Regions from separate parts of the Zea mays genome. Here region 1 is linked to region 2. Evidence: chromatin contacts called from public Hi-C data. All regions are on one chromosome and are shown on one strand. The core of a region is the stretch at or near the end of the contact, and the rest is flanking DNA. Distances in the headings are between cores, read along the strand shown.

What was found. A called contact is a pair of places that touch in the nucleus more often than the background predicts.
Region 1: a Hi-C map of leaf shows a contact between it and region 2, with 6 times the contacts expected there. The contact joins the promoter of LOC103640656 here to the enhancer-like site in region 2. A contact is called at or near these places in 3 of 25 Hi-C or Micro-C datasets (ear and leaf).

What each region holds. Positions count from the first base shown.
Region 1 is chr10:1,243,468-1,249,697 of Zm-B73-REFERENCE-NAM-5.0, forward strand. LOC103640656 (serine/threonine-protein kinase BLUS1) reads right to left here and starts at 3,307. Exons shown (of 1, transcript XM_008664139.2): 1 at 1,311-3,307. The coding sequence starts at 3,276. The coding sequence ends at 1,486. It overlaps LOC100284153 (holiday junction resolvase, S1x1p, URI domain nuclease), which reads left to right and starts at 4,702. Exons shown (of 3, transcript NR_182038.1): 1 at 4,702-5,598; 2 at 6,091-6,152.
Region 2 is chr10:1,079,591-1,085,340 of Zm-B73-REFERENCE-NAM-5.0, forward strand. LOC100281538 (AMP-binding protein) reads left to right here. Exons shown (of 23, transcript NM_001154456.2): 15 at 616-745; 16 at 824-942; 17 at 1,480-1,603; 18 at 1,692-1,778; 19 at 1,942-2,045; 20 at 2,126-2,211; 21 at 2,734-2,820; 22 at 2,920-3,006; 23 at 3,104-3,585. The coding sequence ends at 3,199. Among protein-coding and RNA genes, the nearest start is that of LOC100281538, 20 kb to the left of the region's middle. Within about 2 kb of position 3,036, at least 2 of the 20 cell types and tissues checked have an H3K27ac peak or open chromatin away from gene starts, as enhancers often do. A contact at or near this core is called in leaf, where this site is marked.

The DNA of each region.
Region 1 (6,230 bases), core at 2,057-4,556, 160 kb after region 2:
ATGGTCACCGATGACAATATCCACAAACTGAGGAATGAGGTTCGGATCAAGAACAAGTACTTGAAGACGACAAACATCAAACTTGTTCGTAAACTTCATATCGACAACCTTTGTCACCCCCAAGATTGATCCAACAACCCATATCAACAAATACTGTTTCATTTCAGAAGGTAAACCCGTAAACTGGAGCCATATTTTTTTAAGTACAACCTTAGGCATCTTAGCGGCGACTGGTTCTTCAATCTTCATGGCCGCATTGTATTTTGTTTGGACCACCCCCACTCCAACATATGGTCCAAGTCCTCTCGCGATGGAAACACTGTCCTGAAACAGTTCGGACCAGATTTCTCCACAACCCAATTCCAATTGCCTGAGACCAATCTCTCTAATTCAGCCATAACTTGCGACTCCGACAAGACACCGCTAGTGATCTTCACTGAGGCCAACAAAGACACGGTCTTGTTTCTCTGTTGCGGCACAAAGGGGATGTAGTAGAAACCTAAACCATCCACGGCGTAACCGCAGGTTAAGGCACTAGGTTTGTCCCCCATGAACTTCGGACACCTTTCCGTGTTGTGGGCATCAGCACGACAGATGTCACAAAATAGCTTAGCAGTACAACATGTGTTTCTATCTCCACCGTAAAAGAGTTATGTTAACTAGATTCTGATCTTATCAAACTGTTGTGTTCTCGAATCAATAGACAAAAACGAGTAGGTCAATAATAGCACGATGCAAACGATCGAGATGAAATTACCTCTGTTGGATAATTCTCTTTTGCTTCCCGTAAACAGTACTCTTACATGTCATCGTGTATTTAAATATAGAAGATGCCGGGCCCACTGTTGGAGCAAAGGCGAAGACGCTACCCTTCGCGCGAAGCCTTCGTCGCGACGCCACTGTAACGGGCCCTTCGTTCCATCCATCGCAGGACGAAGGCCAGACCCCGACGAAATCCGCCGGTCCCGCGTCCCTCATCTCGCCCGGAGGCCCACGTGGAATTCGGCCCACTGTAACGGGCCCCGCGTGGATAGACAAGTTACGGGCCTCATTTGTAATAGCTTTCTGTAATGACGGTCTGTAACCCTTCTTTATGGGAATATTCTGGGATAATCCGGGTACCCGAGGACATAACCGTCCTTGTCTTGGGACGTTCGACGCTCGGGTACCTATAAATACCCTCGTACAGTGCCCTTGAGAGGCCAGATTAACAGAGCTATTACCTTTCATCGTTAAACCTTGCGTTCACTCTCATCACTCTCCCGTTGGATCTACTTGCCCAGGAGAGCAAGCTCCAACACCCACCTTCATTTGCACATGTGTAAAGTCTAAAATATAAACTAATTAATGATAACAGCATGCATATAAGGGAAGTTCTTATGTCTTTTCCATATCTCAACAAGTTCTCAATTTTATATATACTTTGATGGAGCAATGCTAGCTTCTTCATATGTCTTCGCTTGGAGATGGAGAGGCCCGACACCTTCATATGTTTTCATCAACTGCTCTCAGCTCAGCTGATGACGACGTCTTAGATGAGTTCATCTTCTTGTCATCGTCGCTAATGATAACTCTCTCTTGCAGCATCTTCTCCAACCGGGCGTTCCAAGCCATCTCCTCCTCGACCTCCTTCCTCAGGTCTTCCACCCTATGCTCCAGCTGCCGGACGTACCCCAGCAGCATCTCTTCCCTCTCCTCCCTTGGAGCGGTCACGCTCACATCACCATTGCCGCCGCCGTCATCCAAGCGGCCGGCGGTGCGTTGCAACACGTGCGTCACCATGTCCCTTTGCATCTCCAGGCTCTGCAGGACGGTCATCAGCTGCTGAGTCACCACTTGCTGCTGCTGCTTAAGCCCTACCGCCTCCGCCGCCTTCCCGTGAACGTGATCGTCGCCATCTCCATGCTGCGGCTGCGCCGGCGGCCGTCCTCTATCTCCATCTCCGTCTCCAGCGGAGTTGCTGTCGTGTAGCTCCACCTGGTCATCCCCTTCATCAAAATCGAATGGAAGGCACCTCTTCTCCGCCTCCACCGGCCGCTCCTCGGTCGTCGGATCAAACTCTAGGTTGTCCTCATTGAAGTTCCAGCCGCTGATCCGTCGGTTCTTGGCGACGACGACGTTGTCGGCGTGACGGGGGCACGGCGACACGCAGCGTGCGCCGCCGCCGACACACCCGCAGAGATCATTACCCGCTTCGTCGTCCTTGCGACACCGCTCCTCGATGCTTGGGACGGCGGCGAGGACGTTGCGGACGAGAAAGTCCCTGGAGCGACGGGAGCAAGCCTTGAAGAAGGGGTGGCGGAGGAGCTTCTCCGCCGACGGCCGCTTTGCCGGCTCCTGGCAGAGGCAGGCGGACACCATGTCCTTGAACGCCCTGGAGAACTTGTTGTTCTTGTCCCTGCGGTTGCCCGTGCCGACGCTCTCCTCGAAGCGGACGCGGCTGGTGATTCTCATCAGCATCGACTTGGACGGCGGCAGGTGCGAGAGCGGCGGGCGGCCGTGCGCGAGCTCCAGCGCCGTGATGCCGAACGACCAGATGTCGGCCTTGATGCCGTAGCCGACGTGGGAGTGGATCACCTCGGGCGCCATCCAGTACGGCGTCCCCGCCACGTCGTTGAAGCAGCACGACGCCGACGAGCCGGTCCCCACTGCCGCCGCCGTCGAGGCCGACGCAGACGCGTGTTGCCGGATGGTCTCGTAGATGGACGCCGAGACGCCGAAGTCGGCCAGCTTGACGGCGCCGTCCGAGTCCACCAGGATGTTTCCGGCCTTGATGTCGCGGTGGATGCGCCCCTGTCCGTGGAGGTAGCACAGCGCGCGGAGCGTCTCCCCGAGCACGACGGCCACGCACGGCTCCGGCAGGCCGCCGGGGAACCCGTGGCGCAGGATGGAGTGCAGCGAGCCGGCGCCCATGAAGGGCATCACCACCCACAGGTGGCTCCCCACGGTGAAGGAGCAGTGCGCTCGGAGCACGTTGCCGTGGGACAGCAGCGCCATGGCCTTGGCCTCCCGCTGCACGCCGTCCAGATCGGCGCGCGACCGCTCCAGGTCGATCGCCTTGATGGCCACCACCGCCGACGAGCCCAGAGGCAGGCACACGGCCTTGTACACCACCGCGCTCACGCCGCTCCCGATCTTGCACAGCAGGCGGTAGGACTCTGCGTTCAGCGGGTACCTCGCTTCGTCGCCGCCACCGCTAGCAGCATTGTTGGCCGCCGCCATAGCTGACGGCGCGGCCGTGGCGGCTGGAGCAAAGAGGCCAGCTGCACGTAGCATTTATCGATCAGTATATTGTGTAGTGGCACGTCACAAAGTGAGAGACACTAATATATATACACACATCATGACATACCCGTCCGTCACACACAATATATTTTTTTATAGCAAATGTGTTCAAAAATACAAATGACGATACTATATTTTTTTATAAATATAGTTAAACTTGTGATTGATTGCCTCATAAAAAACAAACATATACAAATGAAATATATTTTTTATAACATATAAACCTATTCAGAATTGCAAATAATGATACTATTTTTTTTAAAAAAAAACCTAAAAGTAAAATGCATCAACGAGTTGAAGTTAGCAATGTTGTGCCACTTGAGTTCTCAAATTCTCAAAACCGGTAAAACGGGTGTTCGAACATGACCACCCATCCAAAACGAGTAAAATGTATCAACGGACCTGAAACTTGGCATTATAGTCCCCGGACTCTTAAAATTAGGAAAACAGGTGCTAGAACTTGCCAGCCCATTGAAAACCGTCTAAAATCGTATTTGCTCAAATCGAACATCGACGTGGCGTCCAAAACCGGTTTTATAAAAACTTAATATCTACTAACTCCTCAAGAAAAGAGACATGCATGTACTCTTTTTTAGACAAGGGGTATATATGTATGGTCAAAAAATGGAGATGCGTGCATATTATATGGTTGGAGTGAAAATTACATTGCACTGGTGATGTAATTAACGGGTCTTGGAGTCGAATAATTAATTAAGGTGCATGTGAAGACATGGGGAAAGATAAAAAGAGAAAGAAAAGAAGATGGGTGGCCACAGCTTTGGGTGGTATTGTGTTGTTGTCACGGCCGAAGGAGCTGGGTTGCTCGTGAAGCTATTCAGTACAAGACTGCTTTTGGGTAGATGTTCCTGTCTCAGGTCTGATCGTGTGAAGACACCATGAACAAGCAAAGTTTGAAGATCACATTAATTAAGCCCCAGCAAAAGATCAACTAGAGTGTATTACATTTTTTGTTGTGAAGAAAAATCAAAACGCTATTTAACATCAACTAGAGTGTTTTATGAAATTTGTAGATTTTTTCTATCTTTTAAAAATTTGTCTAGAGCTAAATTAAAATTTTGAAAGCTTCTAAAGGTATTTTCACGTGGTTTAAGTATTTATTTGGATTCTTTATGTCTTAATATATATGTGTTTTTTTTTTCAAAAATTCTAGAAGCTTAAGGATATTTCCTCTTGTTTAAAAACGTCATCAAATATTTACATGATTTTTAATTGACCCTTGAAACAAAAATAGAGATGTAATTCAAATGATTTTGATAATTTAAATCTATAATTTTGCATCCTATATTTTACGCACTCTATTGAAACTCTACCGAAGACAGTCAACACACACCACCATTTGTCCATTGAGGCCCACGATCATTTATCCATCAAGGGCTCAAGGCCCGTTCATCCGATGACGTCACCGATTTCCTCCCATTCAATTCGTAAATTTCGTCCATGCATGGGCATGGAATGGATGGATGTGAATGCCACGAACGATTCCGCCCCGCCGGCCAGGTGAGAGATGAGCCTCACGGCGGCCTTCCGTGCCACCAAAATCCCGCGCGCTCTTCCTCCAAAGTGCGGTGAGCCTGCCGCCTCCTCCTCGGCCTCGGCGTCCGGGGATCCGCCGCCGGGGGCCGCGAAGAGTACTAAGGCGCCGCCGCCGTGGTGCGTGTACCTTATAGCCTCATCCCGGATCCGCCGCACGTACGTCGGCGTCACCACCGATTTCCCTCGCCGGTGATTCCTCGCCCTGCTCTACCTGCCTCCCCCGTTCCTTTCCCCACTTGCTTGTCTCGGATAGTCGTCATATGGTTGCAGCAAGCTAAGTTCGTGTGGTGTTAGCATTTGGAGAAGACTACGGTTGGAGTTGCAGAACCACAAGAAATTGACCCCATCCGGTTGTGCTTGTTGCAGGACAGTGTGGCTCTATCTCGTTAGGGCTGAAATTTGATTGCTTTGCTTCAATTTAGTACTTCTTGTTTTGTATTCATACTCTGAGTCGCCTTGCTCTGGTTTGCAGGATACACATGCTTGAAAATGCAAATTTAATTCACAGTTTTTCAATAGGTATATGTTAATAACAGCTAGCAGCTTAAGCAAGCATACTGTTAAAATGAATAAAGACCTGTAGTACTAGTCATGCACATAGATGTTGTATTTGTGTATTAGTGAAAGGAGCCTTTTTTATATATTTATATAGGCTGCGGCAACATAATGGTGAGTTAAAAGGTGGTGCAAAAGCTTCCTCTGCCGGCAGGCCTTGGAATCTCGCATGCCTTGTTGAAGGATTTGCCAACAGAAGTGAAGGTTAGTAGTAACTATCTGTTTTCTGGCTTACAGCTTCACACTTTGATGGTTCTTCAATTAATAGACTAGGTATGTGTCCGTGTGTTGTCACGAGGTGGGAGACCGTGGGGAGCGACGCCTAGGCTACAAATATATTTTTGTTTATTTCTAAACACCAAGATACGTGTGGTCCGGTGGTTAGTCCCAAATTTCTAGAACAGAGAGGTGTGGGTTCGAGTGCTCGTTTTTGCACTGTTTTTTGTGGGCGCTGGGCGTGGGGAGGGTGAAGCCGTGGTAGCACCAGATGCCTACATTAGATTCTTAATAGAGTAGTATAGATTAGAACAGTCTGCTTGTCACTCTTTAGGTTGTGCGTACAACTTTCTTAGCTATTTAGCCTGGGATTGCTAAATTTACTTGTAATTGGATGCTGGGACTATTCTTTATGTTCGTTCGGGTTTTCAGTTAATTGTGCTATGTTTACCTTACCAAGTTACCATACTAACCCCGCAGCAACTTGACTGCCTGTCATGTGTCCTGGCGTATAACCAACTAGTTCATCTATCTTTTTCGAGGTAGTTAATCCTCATGTACTAAGCATTCAATTTTTGCTTCCTTCATTTTCATACATAAAAGTATTAATACCATCCACA
Region 2 (5,750 bases), core at 1,786-4,285:
GGTCCTGACGTCCTGGGCTCGGGTCGCTGCGCGGACAGTCGGAGGTCGCGGCGCAGGGGCTCGGGCGGCTTGAGCGAGGGGCGCGCGCGGCGCGTGCAGGGTCGGCGCGGTCGTGCTCCTGGCGCGGGCGCGTCGAGGCGGTGTAGGGCAGGGGCGTCGAGGCGGCTCGGGGCTTCAGTCGCCCGGCCGGTTGCAACCTGGCGCGGCGGCGAGCAGTGAGGGAGGAGGAGCCGGCGGCAGAGGGAGAGGGACCGGCGCGGCTGTACGGGAGGAAGGGGAGAGGTCAGGCCGACGGGGGAGGGAGGCCGGCGGCTGTAGGGGAGCCGGCGGCGGCTGTACGGGAGGAGAAAGCCCCCCCCCCCGGCGGCTGGGGCTGCTGTTGGGACCTAAACCTAATTTGATACCATGTTGGAATGCGAACCTAAACCCTAAACAGGGCTAGGAGTGATATTAATAGACGCAGTAAATGGGCCAGGCCCAATACAGAGAGGGTGAGATGGTAATTACAGGGGGAACACCCCAAACCCTAGACGGGTAGTCTAACATCTTTAAATCCAATTTTGATCGTCACATGCATGTGCAATAAAATGTCACTTCTATACTTTGTGTTATCAGGGAAAAATCCATCCCCAGTGTGGGATAAGTTGGTATTTAACAAAATAAAAGCTAGGCTTGGTGGACGAGTGAGACTTATGAGTTCAGGTGCTTCTCCACTGTCAGCAGATGTCATGGAATTCCTGAGGATGTAAGCTGTCTCCTTTTGAGCTCCCTTGGATGATTTTGGAACTTGGCTTGGTGACATTTACTGTTTCAATTTCTATAGATGCTTTGGTGGTGAAGTTCTTGAAGGCTATGGAATGACGGAGACATCCTGTATCATATCTGCAATGGATATTGGTGACAGATCAATTGGTCATGTTGGATCCCCAACTGCATCTTGTGGTAAGCTCCGCGTTTCAATTTGAAGGGTATAATGAATTTGATTGGGTAGCACTTGCACTTGTGTTGAAAATATTGTCCATGAATTCAACTTATAATATATTAATATACGTAGAGAAGCCATGCTAAAGTTAGGAGGCTTTTATTTGATTTTAAAAACTTTTGGATGTTTCTTATCTTATATTGATGATGCCATGATGGTGGTGCATTAAAAATCCAATAAACGTTTACTGAAATTAGTTGCATTGAGCAAACTTATCCTAAATTATTGTTTCTATGCCCTGCACCCTATATAGGATTATTTTTAAGTTTTAAGTCTAACGTGCTTGAAGTCATCCATTTAGCAAGGTCCTGTAGTCACCATGTTGAATGGGTCATGTTTCTAGAATAAAAGCTGCCTGTTTCTTGAGAAAGATGTCAATATTCTTTCCCATGACACTAATCAAATGACATCCATATCCAAAATAATTGGGTGTGCCTTTGTGCTTTTGTATTATTGTCACAGTTTCGTAATGTGGATCTTTGTGTTTCCATTTTCAGAGGTGAAACTTGTGGATGTCCCAGAAATGAATTATACATCTGATGATCAACCTTATCCTCGTGGAGAAATTTGTGTTAGAGGACCTATAATATTCCAGGGTTACTATAAGGATGAAGTTCAAACGTAAATTTCTATCCGTCACTTAAACATAGCTTTGTACTGAATGATCTTCAACTGCAACTTATCAATAAATACATTTTAAAAACTACAGAAAAGAAGTCATTGATGAAGATGGTTGGTTGCACACTGGAGACATAGGTCTGTGGCTACCTGGAGGACGTTTAAAGATCATCGATAGGTAAAAACGTGCACTGTTTTATATTTTATCCATTCAGAACTTGTGTTCTTGCAGAACACTTTTCCTTGGCTATATTGTTGATTTACATTTTCCCTAGGCGCTGTTTGATCTCACCGTTTTTCTTCCTATATTATTAATGCCTTAAATTTCTCCTGGATTTTAGGAAAAAGAACATTTTCAAGTTAGCTCAAGGAGAATACATAGCTCCAGAGAAGATTGAAAATGTCTATGCCAAATGCAAGTTCATTGCCCAATGTTTTATATATGGTAATATTTATGATTCTGTGTTGGCTATATGACCATCAGTTATGGCCAAGCATGTTCTAAATCTCTTGTTTCGGTTGCAGGCGACAGTTTCAACTCTTCCTTAGTTGGTATTGTTGCAGTTGAACCAGAGGTTATGAAGGCTTGGGCTGCATCTGAAGGGATCCAGGTAAAAGATTTTAACCATAGCAACGTTTGCCATCTATTTGTTTCATCCTTCAAAAAAGAGAGTCTGTAAGTAGTCCGACACTGATCCAACTTACAATTTATGAAAACTGGCATTCATTTTCCATGTTATGCTTTGGTTGAATCATATATCGAATGGAACTGTGTCAGTCTCTTCCACGCCCTCCTTAGCATGTGGCTGTTTAATGCCGAATCCTGTGTTCAGCTGTGGCCTTGTGGGTCCAAAGGAAGTGTAGATCAGGTGGAATCTTATTGGTTCCCACAACTATTTTGCTGCCCAAGCCCAATAGATCACACTATATAAAATATTATCTAGCTTTAGCATGTTATTGTCACTTGCACATTCCTTAATTGTTCCATGCCTACGACTACGACCTGTCTGTCTCTCTTCGATTCGGTGTCCACTGTCCATCACAGTAAAATTCAGCACAGATAGGCCTTCAAGCAACTCTTCAACATCTGCACAGGTTCTTTATGCTCTAAACTGTTCTTTTGTAACATGTAGTGCGAAGACTTGAGGCAGCTTTGTGCTGACCCTAGAGCAAGAGCTGCAGTCCTGGCCGACATGGATTCTGTTGGGAAGGAAGCACAGGTTTCTCTCTTCTGCTCTGACCCACGTAGCAAATTCTAAATGTTCAATCCAAGCGAAACTCTTGTGCTGTGATGATTTATATTGGTCTTCTGTGCCCAGCTAAGAGGTTTTGAATTTGCTAAAGCTGTTCGGCTTGTCGCTGAGCCATTCACAGTGGACAATGGTCTCCTCACCCCAACATTCAAGGTAGGCCCCCCACTGGCGACTCTAGAGGAAATTTACAAGCTGAAATGCTGAGTGGCTATGGCCTTTTGCACCCCCTCCCTTCTCAATACTTGTGCAGGTCAAAAGGCAGCAAGCAAAGACATACTTTGCAAAGGAAATTTCAGATATGTACGCGGAGCTGCGGGAGGCAGAGGCACCCAGGTCGAAGTTGTAATGATCAATTCAAGGAGAAGCGACATATACAGGCTTACAGATCATATGTCTAGAAGAAACGTAATCATCTTTTTACTGGCGCAGCAAATAATGGTTCCTGCAATGGTCAGGAAGAGTCGAGACGGAGGCAGTGCTTGGTGCAAATCATATAGATGAATCCTCGTTATGAACCTCTCAACTGAATGCCGTTTTCCCTTGTCCAACGTGCCAAGCCACGTTAGCCTGATACTAGGTAGAGAGGAAAAAGATATTCTGCAAATGTAACAGTGAACAGTTAACAATCGTGGTGTGTTGTTGCATATCTAGTTGATCGGAACGACCTAGAGAAATGTGAAGAACACGAAGCGCCTTTCTGTTTGAATTTAAATAAGGATTATTCGCGATGGCAATCTCTCAATATAATCTACTGCTAAGCAATCAAATTGCTTGGACGGTCACTGATCTTCGCGGAAATTAGTCCCCTTTAATTCCAAAGGGAATTTGAGTTTCTAAACTTATCAGCTAAACAAAGAGAAAGGGAGAGTGAAAACACGCCTCCGTTTCTCGTTAGCACAAGTTTGATCACAAAACAAAAAATGCACGTGCGATTTTTACGTTGTTATTACCATGGTGAGACGACAAATTTGTTAGATGTATATTACAGTCCGTAACTTGTTTTGATTTGCACCGTTTGATCTCGATCCAGCACACCAGGAACCGTGTTTCGTTAGGCCTTATTCGGATAGTGATGGATTATGCTATAAGTGCTATAAAATTATGAAAGAAACAATACCTCTCAATACAATATTTCATGTCTCTATTTAGTAAATATCGCAACTCAATGGGCAACAAAATTTAGTAAATTATATGAATATGAAACAAATCACTCTCAACGAAGGTTTTACACGGTTTCTAAGACCTTAAAAACGAGTTGACATAGTTTTATCCCATGAAAATCAATCTTTTTAAATGTTATGCCATGTCACCAAAAAATCTGACGTGACACACTACTAAATGTGCATGAAACCACCATTGGTAATAGCCTCAGTGAGATTGGAGGGGACTAAATCCCCTTTGAGTAGTAAGGAAATAGAGAACATTTAGGTCTAGTTTAGGTACTCTAGTATTAATTTTAATCCACATGTATTGAGGTGGATTGTGATGTAAACTAGTTTAAGTTACTCCAATCCACCTCAACACATGTGGATTGAGATCGATACTTGAGTACACAAACAAAGCCTCATGGGGTAGAATTTGAATAGTAAAGGCTAGTTTGAGAGCCACAAAATCGAAAGGGATTGGAGGGGGCTAGAATCATCTTTTTATTTAATTTTAAATAAGAAAGAGATTCTATCACCTCCAATCGCCTACGGTTTTATGGCTCCCAAACTAGCTTTAGGCTTTGTTTGAATACTCTAGTATTAACCCAAGCCACGTGTGTTGAGATGTAAATTAGTTTAAATTACACCAAATCTACTTTAATACATATGGATTAAGCTCAATACTAAAGTATCCAAATTATACTTTAAGAAGATTTCACCCCATAGATTCTCTTTACTTTTTTATCCATCAAACCAGCCCTCAAAATCGAATAGTCTTCGATCCCCTTTAAACCTCTTACAAACAAACAAGCCGTTAAGGTAGTGTTTGGTTGAGGAGCCAAGTAGAACGGAGTCGTTCCATCCCCAATTCTAGAAACGGAGCCGCTCTGTTCTGTGTTTGGTAATCTGGAACGGAGCGGCTCTGTTTTTTGTTTGGTTGCATAGTGAACGGAACAGAACGTGACTGTGTGAAAGGGAATTAGGATTACACCTATTTTCCTAATTAATTTTGGTGGTTGAATTGCCCAACACAAATAATTGGACTAACTAGTTTGCTCTAGTGTACAAGTTATATAGGTGTCAAAGGTTCACACTTAGCCAATAAAAAGACCAAGTATGGGGTTCAACAAAGAGAGCAAGGGATAACCGAAGGCACCTCTGGTCTGGCGCACTGGACTGTCCGGTGCACCACCGGACAGTGTCCGGTGCACCAGGGGACTTCACGCTGAACTCTTCACCTTCGGGAAAATCCAGAGGTGCCCCAGGGAAGAGCGGCTCTGGAACTCGCCAGCTTCGGGAATTTGCTCCGCTATAATTCACCGGACATGTCCGGTGTACACCGGACTGTCCGGTGAACCAGCAGAGCAACGGTTACTTCGCGCCAACGGTCACCTGCAGGCGCATTTAATGCGCGCCAGAAGCGCGCAGAAGTCAGGCACGCGCGAGACGGTGCACCGGACAATCTATAGTACATGTCCGGTGTACACCGGACAGCCAGGTGGGCCCAGAAGTCAGAAGCTCCAACGGTCGAATCCCAACGGCCTGGTGACGTGGCTGGCGCACCGGACTGTCCGGTGCACCATACGACAGTCAGCCACCACCAAACGGCTAGTTTGGTGGTTGGGGCTATAAATACCCCCAACCACCCCACATTCAAGTCATCCAAGTTTTCACACTTCAACTACTTACAAGAGCTAGGCATTCAATACAAAACACACCCAAGTGATCAAATCCTCTCCCAATTCCACACAA